2 separate regions of the Triticum aestivum genome follow, and region 1 is linked to region 2. Evidence: chromatin contacts called from public Hi-C data. All regions are on one chromosome and are shown on one strand. Each heading gives the region's core, a stretch centred on a gene start, on an enhancer-like site or on the middle of the called end of the contact. The rest is flanking DNA. Distances are from core to core; before and after follow the strand shown.

Region 1 (5,161 bases), core at 1,147-3,646, 210 kb before region 2:
AGAGGGGAGAGAGATAGAGTTACTGACTCCTTCCAGCTATCAGTGTTTATCCGCCATGAACCAATAGTTGTTAGCAGAAAAGTCCATGCAGATAGAGCAGCTGCTAACACAGGTGGCCTTGGTTTCCGGACAGTACCGACCTGCAGGTAAGTCGGGAGTCACAAAAATATCAAATAGAGTTCTTTGTAGAACCAGTTCACAAAATATGATAATAAATCAACGGCACCTATACATACATTTGAACCTGATTTTGGATGAATCACATCCCACATGGCTTTCAAAGATACCTCTGTTTCAGCCAGATCAGTTGCACCAACAAATGTGACGACGGCCAAGCAGTCAAGAGCCTACAACATGTCAACATAGATCACATCACTGAAAATGTAAATGAAATCTGGAAGCTTAGAAGAACAGAAAAACTTTTCACTTACAGAGATCATCTTTGAAGCATCCGACCAGGTTTGAAGGACCTTAGAAAGCTGTGGATGTGATTCTACCATTGTTTCATGTGAGCTACTGCCAGCACCAAGTGTAATAGACAGTAGCCCTGCAAATCAAGAACACAACAGCCAAAAACGGTGTAAGCAAACTCCAAAGAGGTGGAACTGGGGAAAAGAACATTAATGGATAGGAGACGAACCAATGGCGCGAGATGCCAGGCAAGCCTCCTTGGTAGATCCCTTCTTGATCGAAGTATTGAATAGACTCAGTAGAGTGGCATATCTTCAGAAGAGAAAATAAATTTGGTAACAGTATTAAACAGTGGATTCGGACAAAAATACATCTGTAGTTAAGAGGGAGCCATGATGTAAAAGGACAGGGGTTAGCGATAAAATTTTGAGCTTGAGATGTGAAGTGTTTTGTGCATATGAAATACGCAAATGTCTAGTATGTCTATACTAACAGTTCAAGTAACTACCGACTTCACATGCAATAATAAAGATTGGTCAGTAGAATGTACTAACTTACTTGTTCTCAACAAGACCACCAAGCATAAAACTTTCGAAAGCATCAACCAACGAAGCCAATGCTGCCTCTCTTGTAGACCCCCTGCTCAAATATAAATAATACTATATTGAGTGCACTAAACAAAACCAACATGACTACTTCTACATTTTACATGATGGGGCTGATGCAAAGGGTGGAATGTCCGGTTAATCAAAACATGAAGTTAAATTTGCCGACTATGAAAGGCATACTCGCTAGTTATTACTTATCAGAAGTCAAATTTCACAAATGAGCTACCTATGAAAGGCTTCCTGAGTAGAACTTGACATAACTTCATAATATAACAACAATCGATGACCCAGCAAGTAATAAAAACATGAGCTACAGGATAATGCAGTTTTTTCAATCAATCATCATGGCCTAAATTCAATCAGATATAGACTGAACCAAACACTGGAGGCCCAGTCCAAGCTACTAAGTTCTTGTAAAACCCAACAGGTAAAGGAGAGGGTCTAGTCCAACATGAAGCCGTGTAGCATTGTATATCAAATGTCAGGTTAACAACATCATCCTAATCTATCCACAGAATCAACATTTGCCAGCCGACTAGGACCAGCTGCCAAACCATCATTCCTCTCTATTGTGATGCTACCACACTACACCAGTAACGACCCATCTATTTGCATAGCACACGTTGGGCATAGACTGCTGCAGGTGATAGCACAAATAAAGAAATGCTATAGAGCTCAACCTCTTCTCGTAGAGAGCGTCGATGTACTTGTCGAGAACAAACTCGTGCGAGTTGACGTTCTCGGTGGCGTACGAGATGGAGAGATCTGAGAGCGCGGTGGACGACGAGCCCACGCTGTCGGCGTCGCTGCTGTCCAGAAGGTCGTCCCCTCCGGCGCCGCGGGCCTTGCTCTTCTTGCCTGAGGAAGACGCGCCACCCCAAAACCAATCAGAATCAGAACCCCACAGCCGAATCAGCTGGAAAGAGAGGAGCAACAAGCAGCCGGCGAAACAAAGACTTACTCCTCCCCATGGCGAGGCCGCGCGGCAGCAAGAAACCGGAATCAAGAAACGGACGGCGTCCTAGGAAGAATCGCAGCAAGAAACCACCGGCACCGCGCAAGAACCCGCGCAGCGACAGTCGGTCAGGAGTCAGGACGCGGCGCACGCGAGGGCCCAATCAGGAGCGGGCGCGGGCGGGGGCAGCGGCGGCGGCGGAATCGAGATGCGCGGCGCGCGGCTGAGGACAGGGGCAGGAGAAGCAGAAGCAGAAGCAGGGGTTGTTCTTGAGGGTCTCGGAGTCGGATTGGCCGTGGAGACGCGGAGCTGCCATGTAGTAGCGAGGAGGGCGCGGGGTCGGGGAGGAGCTGGCCGGGCCGTGGTCTCCGATTCTCTCTTGGGCTCGGCGGGGGAGGGCGGGGGGAGGCGGCTTCGGGCGTGCGGGGTGGGGAACGGGGCAAATATAAACGAGCGGTGGAGGGGGGAAGAGGGAGGGAGGCGGGGTCCGAGTTGGGAACTAGGGCACGGTACGAGTGCCGTCGATCGGTCGATGGCTTCTTTTCCTCGGCTCCGTTTGCTTTTTCTGATGAGAAACTCGAACGTGATGAACTCAGACGGATCATCATCATTTTTATCAAACTCATACAATACACCGCCTTGCGTTTCACAAGGAGTCAAGGACGTGCGTTTCACCTCATGGAGCGAAACATGGCATGCATAGCTTGTGGGCAACAAGAAGGGTATACTGCAAAGCAAAATTCACCGGAAAAAGCGTTGGTGTGAAGTTACAAAACTTTGACACTGATTCGCAACACAGGCCACCCTGCCGTGTTACCACGACCTAAATCAAGTGGGAGAGCGTGTTTAAATAGACGCCCAAAAATAGAGCGTTGAATCACGCCCCTTCTGTGTTAATAATGATGGAGTGACTCACTGGCTAGGCGTGATGTTTGGCCGTCAAACTTACGCCGGATCGGCCACGGACCCTTGCACGTCCCTGCATGGCATCTTTTTCCTTGTGATGAGAATTTTCAGGGGTGCGATAAGCAAGATGCCGCTGGTCCGGAATTGCTCGCCGGATATTCTCTCCCCGACTCCCCCGTACGGTTCAGCAGACCCAGGCGCTGCTGTGTGGCGAGCGAGCGCGCGGGCAACCGGCCTCGGGCGCCCACGTCGACGGCCTCAGAGTCTCAAACCGTGTCGACACCATACCGCTCGGCTCGATTGCGCGCGGCGCCGTGGCAAGCGGCAAGTGGCGCCGAGCCCCCACCGCGGCGCGTCGGCTATCCTATCCGAGGACATGTGTTTGCGGTGACACGCGGGTTGCTCTGAGGTGTAGGCCGCTCGCTGCGCCGTGCCGACCTGCCGTTCGCTGGCACCTGGCAGGAAAGCCCGCAGGACCGCTCAAGGTGGGATCCCGCCACGTTTATTAGCAGCCGACGCGCTCCACAGCAAGAGTGTTCGAGCCTGGTGTCGGAGCCGGACGATGCTTTCCTTTGGCCCACAGGTACCGAAGCTGCGTCCGTCGGAGCCACGGGTTCCACTGCTGACGAAGGGCGGCTCCATGCTTAGGCTCTTTTTTTTTGCGGGGGAGCTCCATGCTTAGGCTTCTTCCAATACATAAAAGCAACTCCAACGATCCGCGTTTTGTTCATTTTAAACGCGTTTGGTTGCTCGCATTAGGTTCAGCCAGGTTCGGGCGGAATGATTTTGTGTTGTTTGGTTATCTGGGTCGCGTTCAAATTTCGGTCCGGACGAAACTTAAAGCAATGCTCAGCCGGCCCTGCCAGCGAGCGATGCACGGGAGGGAAACGTCGCGCCGCGCAGCTGCAGGCAGGGAGATGGCGGGAGCGATGGCGCATCTCTGAAAATGTGGCGGGACGAATTCGAGTCACCGCCCGCCGATTCGGTATCCAGGGCGACCACCGCGGCAAAACTCCCGCCACCATTTCCCCCATCTCGAGCTTTCTCTCCGGCGTGAATCCACTTCGACGACGAGGTAAGCGGTGTAACTACTCCAGTGACCGGTTGACTGCGACGGCGGATCGACTCCTCACCTCCTCCGCGGCTCTTCCGATGGCGTCTCTAAGTTCAATCATCATCTCCTCTCTACTAGTTCTAACTAGATTTGTCGATGTGATAGGGTTAGATCTTCCAATCTGTTTGACTATGATGTTGTAGTAGCTACTTGTGATGGATTTGGAGCATGCTAGGGGTTGTTTCCATGTGAGCCAGCATTGGTAGCTAGTGGTCATGGATGGATGGATAGTATGCTTAGATGTGTGGTATGCTACTGTGCAAATGTTGAACAACATGTGTCCGTGATTACTGCTTTGTTATGCTGTGTTGAACTGTGGTATGCTATGATGGATTTGGTAGTGCTATCTTCAACTAGATCATCCATGTGTGCATGTGTTACTGCTAGTTCGATATGTCCATGTTGTACTCCTAGCTCCTACTGTCTATGTAGTGTGTTGTGTTGTTGATGACGCTTACGTTTGTAGGACATGACCACGCAAGAGTTTAGTCAGGCCCTCATGCTGCCCGAGAGCCAGTTCCCGCTGTCATACGTCGAGGACTACCACACTCCTATGGACCAGATGCCTTCTGATTCAGACGTTTTTGAAGTGCCGCCTACGGTCCCTCCATTTGTGTTGGCTCAGCCCAATGTTGTTACTCAAAAGGCAGCCACAAAGGAGAAGAAGGATAGTAGGGGAACAGTATGAAATGGCAGTCATTACTCTCCACTTTTGTGCTTAACAAGATGTGTGAGTCATAGCTAGTGGGGTGAGGACTAACAAGGGTTTGGAGGTGCATTTGAACCTTGTTGCAAAGCATATGTTCGACTTCTGCGGACAGAAGGTCACCTCGATCCAGGGTGTACAACCACATAAGGAAGTGGAGAGCGAGGTGGATCACCGCGTCCAAGTTCAGAGACCTCGGCGATGCTTCATGGGATGAGAACACCCGCTCGATCCTTTTGGAGCCAGAGAACTACCAAGGCCACATCATGATTAGCTCACAAACCATATCATTCTAACAAACCAACAGTTTAAGCCTATGAACCATTGCCATATTTAACTAACCTCTCTGCCTTGTTTCTTCTTAGGCTCACCCCAAGGATGCAGAGTTTCTCAACACACATATCAAGAACTACCACCATATATAGCGGATCTTCTTCATCGAGCTGGCAACCGGCAAGCAT
Region 2 (5,148 bases), core at 5-2,504:
CAATTCGGTGATTCCTCCAAAAAAAAGAAACAGTACAGTGATGACCTGTTCAGTTTGCATAGTCTGTAGTGGATCGCCGAGATGGATAGATGGTGACCACCTTTGCCTATTGGGCTGTTCCTCTCATTCCGCCTTCTTGATGACGAAGCTAGATGAGGCATGGGCCGAGACCTTCGAGCTGCCGTTGCAAACGGGCGCAACGCAACATGGGCGCGAGCCGTGCACCCGAAACTTGGAAAGCGAGGTCTCCCCCCTATCCATCCACCATGTCGCCAATCGGTGCAGCCTCTGTACCGTGCGCATTCGTGGGCACGGCCGATGTGTTCCAACGTTTGTGCAAGATGCACCGACCCTTGCGTAGTTACCAGACTTCCTTGAGATATCATATATAAGTTCCCTACCTACCTATACTACTCCTGTAGATCGATCCAGCCGTACGAAGGAGCGGAAAAGAGTTGCTGTCTGATACAGTCACGCTATCCGTTGCCGTTGGCGTCTCGGTCTAGCGTGGTACCCGGTGATACTGATGAGATTTGACTTGGGGAAATATACAGTCTATTATTACTACTACAAATCTCAGTAAACTTACATCTAATCAGAAGCATGCATGCATCCGGCCGACAGTAGATGAAAGGGAAGTGGGTAGAACCGCAGTCCATCAGTGATACACAACCTGACAAATCTTGAAACACAGAACCGAAACGACGACGAGACACAAGGCTGACGGGCTGAGCGGCAGCTACTCCGGAGGCACCAGTTGTATATATCGGCCACTTTTTACGCAATTTTTTCGATGCAGATACAAGTAGCATCCATGCTTTACTCGACACGTTTTAACTGGCTCAGATCCTAACAGAGGTGGATGGAGACTGCCACCATCGCCACGAGTTTCGCCTAGGAAAGAAACACCACTAAAGAAGATCGATTAAACATTAAGAAAGCTTCACATTTCCCATGCATGTGGAAACCTCCGACTATCTTCGTTCTGGTTGGAAAAGGAGAAACTTTCCATTTTTTTAAGAAAAGAAAGGAAAAGGAAGACGAAGCAGAGGTGTTCATTCCTTCAACAACAAGCGTACGCCATGAACTCGCACGCCTTTTTCCCTAACAACTACGTATTCGGGTGATATCTGATGATATCTGGCCATCACAATGGATAAGATCTCTAGTTGTTCTCAATTAATCTTGACACCGACAATAGCAAATCCTCCCAAATAATTGAACCGATCTCGGCACCAATGAAAACGGAATTGCACGCACGACTATGACCGAATCCTGCACACGAGCAAGCTCATCTACAAAGACAGGAAGGAACATCGCATTCCAGAACAAGATCGCCATCTCGTTCCAAGAAACATCATGTCAAAGCTGTCACCGCAACCACCGGCGCAGAGACCTATCCGATGCGACCGAAAATGGTTTCGGCTCAGAACGCTGGAGGATCTGGGCGTTCCCATGCAACTTGCTTCTCAGGGACCTCATCCGGAAACGCAATAGTTTAGCAGTGCCGTGTCGCGGCCAGGCCCAAATTATATGCGCTCCCGAGGATTGCGTACAGACATCCTTTTCTTAAGCTGAAATGACAGCTCCATCTGTAGGTCTACTGAGGGGCATGCCCACATCGACGACAGCTCAGAAAACTTAGCCGGCAAAAACAAGAGAAAACAGGGCTGACACGGTCGGATCCTTCATGGATTTGAATCAAATTTATCTGTGTTTCCCTAGAGGTATCTTCATGTGCTACTATGAACCACCGCGTCAGTACTAGTGGTACGGATTCCCTTTGCTGCCAGTGAATGTAACGCTTGTGGGAGATAAAACTGGCTAAATTTCGTGTTTTAACCCTTTTTTCAAACCTATTCGAGATCTGATCCTAGTTTGAAATTTTTTTTAGAATCTGATCCTTTTGCTACTGTCAGGGATCATGACGGTAGGGTATAACAGCCTACCGCCAAGGACCCTGACGATAGGGTTGCATGCCCTACCACCAAAACCCGCCTAAGTATTGAACACAGTGCGTGCTCGTGCCAAGCACCTTCGGTAGGGTTGTGCAGGCTACCGCCAGCCCGTTTGGCGGTAGAGATGTTTTCTACCGCTAAAGTCTCTGGCGGTAGGCTGTTAGACCCTACTGCCATGGACTCTGGCGGTAGCAAAAGGGTCAGATCTCGAAAATTTTTCAACTTAGAGTCAGATCTCGAATAGGTTTTGAAAAAGGGTCAAAACATGAAATTTTGCCGAACTGACGAACATATTGTGAGTTGCACTTGCAGTTGCAGGCTGGACGTCTGCTGATTTTATTTTGTTTTTGAAACAAGTGGACGTCTACCAAATGGATTCAAATATCGGCGCGACATGTCAGAAGGTGTGGCTCTTCGTAGATACTCCGCCAAAGGTTTGGAACAGTACAGCCCGTGATTTCTGAATTGCGTACAAATTGGATATTGTACTCGGCCTACACCTACGTAGATGCTTTCAGTTTTGTGCGTAGATTATATATTCACCTTTCTGATCTAAACTTTGCATCGGCTATCAGTTCTTCTTGTTTCAATACAAGAATCAAAAATAATATTTTGGCTTTTTGTATTAGATGGTTTGAGTGGTCTTCTTCTTTGAGTTCAAATTAAAATAGCTAAGATTGCAAGTGAATGAGCGGATCCTGCGTCCTGCAGGGAGTACTGGCTTCACGTGTGATTTCAGTTCAACCTTTTGCACCTACCCAGATAATATTTCTAAAATATTTTATACACTATTTGCACTATATCGGATATATGGAGAGAAAGTTCATATGCTTAACAACAATTCTTATTGTTTGCCACATTTGAGTTTGCGTGTCATTTTAGTGGGTTTAGATTACCATGGGTACGTCTTCTTTACACACATCATTCTTCTTCTTTCATTTGTACAGATTAGAGGAGGGAGGATACGTACTACATTAAATGTTGATTAGGCACCAAGAGTCCTATTTGATTTAAACTAATGCCTTCAAATGTTGTCCATATTTCATCTTTGGTTACTCTCTCTCTCTCTCTCTCTCTCTCTCTCTCTCTCTCTCTCTCTCTCCTCAAAATTATTTACAATTTCACATTGAAGTGTATCTATCTTTATATGCTCCTTCATCGGTATTTTTAAATTAATTATGATTCTTGGGTCAATTGATTGCTAAACTTAGAGATGCATTGCTTGCGTGCTTGCTTGGCACTCTTCCTCCAGATCCCCAATTCTTATTTTGCCAATGTGTTGTGTGCAGGTCTATGGCGAGGAGGAGGAGGAGTCTAGGACACCTACATTGCTTTGTTGATCAATCTTTTTGCGGTGCCATTTATCTGTTAAACTCTAGATCTCGGAGTCTTTTGCTGCACATTGTTTCGCTCAACCCCAAATCATCATTCCTAAAATCATGGATCAATTGATGATAATCATGCCACACACTTAAATAATTCATGTGGATAGGTCATGAAGCCGTGCTTTTGAGCTTTCAATGGTATGTTTGCGGTACAAAGTACACCGATCTATTGTGGAGCTAATTAGCCAATAAGCAAGACAGTTCAAATTTAGATGGTTTTGTGGTTTCCCCTTTTTACATTGTATGCAGTTGCAAGTAGCCCATTTTTTCCCACATGGTTTACAACGGCCTCTTTTCTAAAATAGTTATCTTTAAGTCAGCTTTATACTTTTTACAAATTATATCTGTTTATCTCTGTCCATATTATCCAATTCTTTCTTAAACATCAACTTCATTGTATATGAAGAAAATCCCATTCCCTCCTTCGCGATTAGTTGCAGTTATCAATTTTCTAATTTTAATTATTGATGTTTCTGCCATGCAAAAGAAATAGGTATGAAAAGTTGTGCCTTATGTATTACTACAAATACTACAATTTATTTTCTCAGATTTCAAATGTATAGATGAATTGTTTTTCAAGTGGTCGATGATCCAATAACAATTCCAGTTCTTAAGGGTTTACCAACACATTGTTTTGATGCTCCCTGAAAGTTTCTCGATCCCTCCTTCCACGTGTTATCAACAAGCATTTTTACTTCAAAGATGAATCTTCTTGGATTGATCAAGCAAACATATGCTTCAGTTCAAAAGTTATTTCTGCCATTGTATTATAGTTAGCTAGGCATGCATGTTTGACACTTTCCAACTTTTTTCATATGATGTCTTTGTCATGCATATCCACTGAGAAGAATTGAGTATATTGATTATCATCTACTATACAAAAGAAGCTTGCCTGTTTGTCCATCTGATCATTGTTGTGGCTAGCTGTGATTCATTTACTATTAAACATCATTGTTAGCAACTAAATTAGTAAGTTCCAGGAAAAAAATCACTTTATGTGGGTTAAAGCAAAAAATGAATTAACATAAGGTTGGTTCTTTGGAAGCTATTTAATTTGGCGGTCAAGCAAATTTAATATTATTATTTTTGCAGAAAGAACTCTTTTCGGTGTTAGATTACCTTGGATAATGAGTTGTTTCAGGTTTACTGAGTTCAATTATTAGTTTGTCTTCTTTATATCTTACTACCTCCGTCCGGGTTTATTGGGCCCCTTTGTATTTTGAGCCAGACTTTGACCATCTATATGACTAACAAAATATAAATTATATATTACAAAAAGTACACCATTGGATTTGTATTTGAAAGAGCTTTCCCATCGTATAATTTTTGTGACATATAGTTTACATTTCATTAATTAAACTTATAGGTCAAACTTTAGCACAAAATAAGAGGGTGCCTAATAAACCCGGACGGAGGGAGTAGTGGTTAGAAGCGATCAATGACATTTTTAGATGACATAAGTTGGCTTTATCTTGGCACTATGATTGGAGCTAACTCGCATGTTTATTTCGGACTTATGGTTAAGGTAAAATTTTGATGTTTTGGTTCGATAAGTCATAAACAAAACCATGGCTTAATACCTGTTTGCTCAAATATTTAGAGCCATAGGGAACGTTTAAATGATAACCAGAACATATTATTTTTGTATGGCATACGATTATATAAGGATCGTGTTGTAAGCCCCTGTTAGCTGATTATGGTGTCATTTGTGTGGAAAAAAGTTATCATGTTTGCCAATTAGAGCTCCAAAAAATGCCATGTGAAGGGAACCTAAAGCTGACTTTTTGACGCCGTTACATTGGGTA

What was found. Hi-C and Micro-C count contacts between places; a contact is called where the count stands out from the background.
Region 1: a contact with region 2 is called in a Hi-C map of an unstated tissue, with 9 times the contacts expected there. The contact joins the promoter of LOC123188161 here to the enhancer-like site in region 2. A contact is called at or near these places in 2 of 5 Hi-C or Micro-C datasets (leaf and an unstated tissue) and 1 of 1 datasets of contacts at active chromatin or transcription factors (leaf).

What each region holds. Positions count from the first base shown.
Region 1 is chr2A:166,404,659-166,409,819 of IWGSC CS RefSeq v2.1, reverse strand. It overlaps LOC123188161 (interferon-related developmental regulator 2), which reads right to left and starts at 2,396. Exons shown (of 13, transcript XM_044600205.1): 1 at 1,981-2,396; 2 at 1,700-1,877; 3 at 970-1,050; 4 at 641-723; 5 at 432-547; 6 at 237-347; 7 at 28-140. The coding sequence starts at 1,990.
Region 2 is chr2A:166,188,782-166,193,929 of IWGSC CS RefSeq v2.1, reverse strand. No RefSeq gene overlaps it. Among protein-coding and RNA genes, the nearest start is that of LOC123191606, 110 kb to the right of the region's middle. Within about 2 kb of position 1,254, at least 1 of the 8 cell types and tissues checked has an H3K27ac peak or open chromatin away from gene starts, as enhancers often do.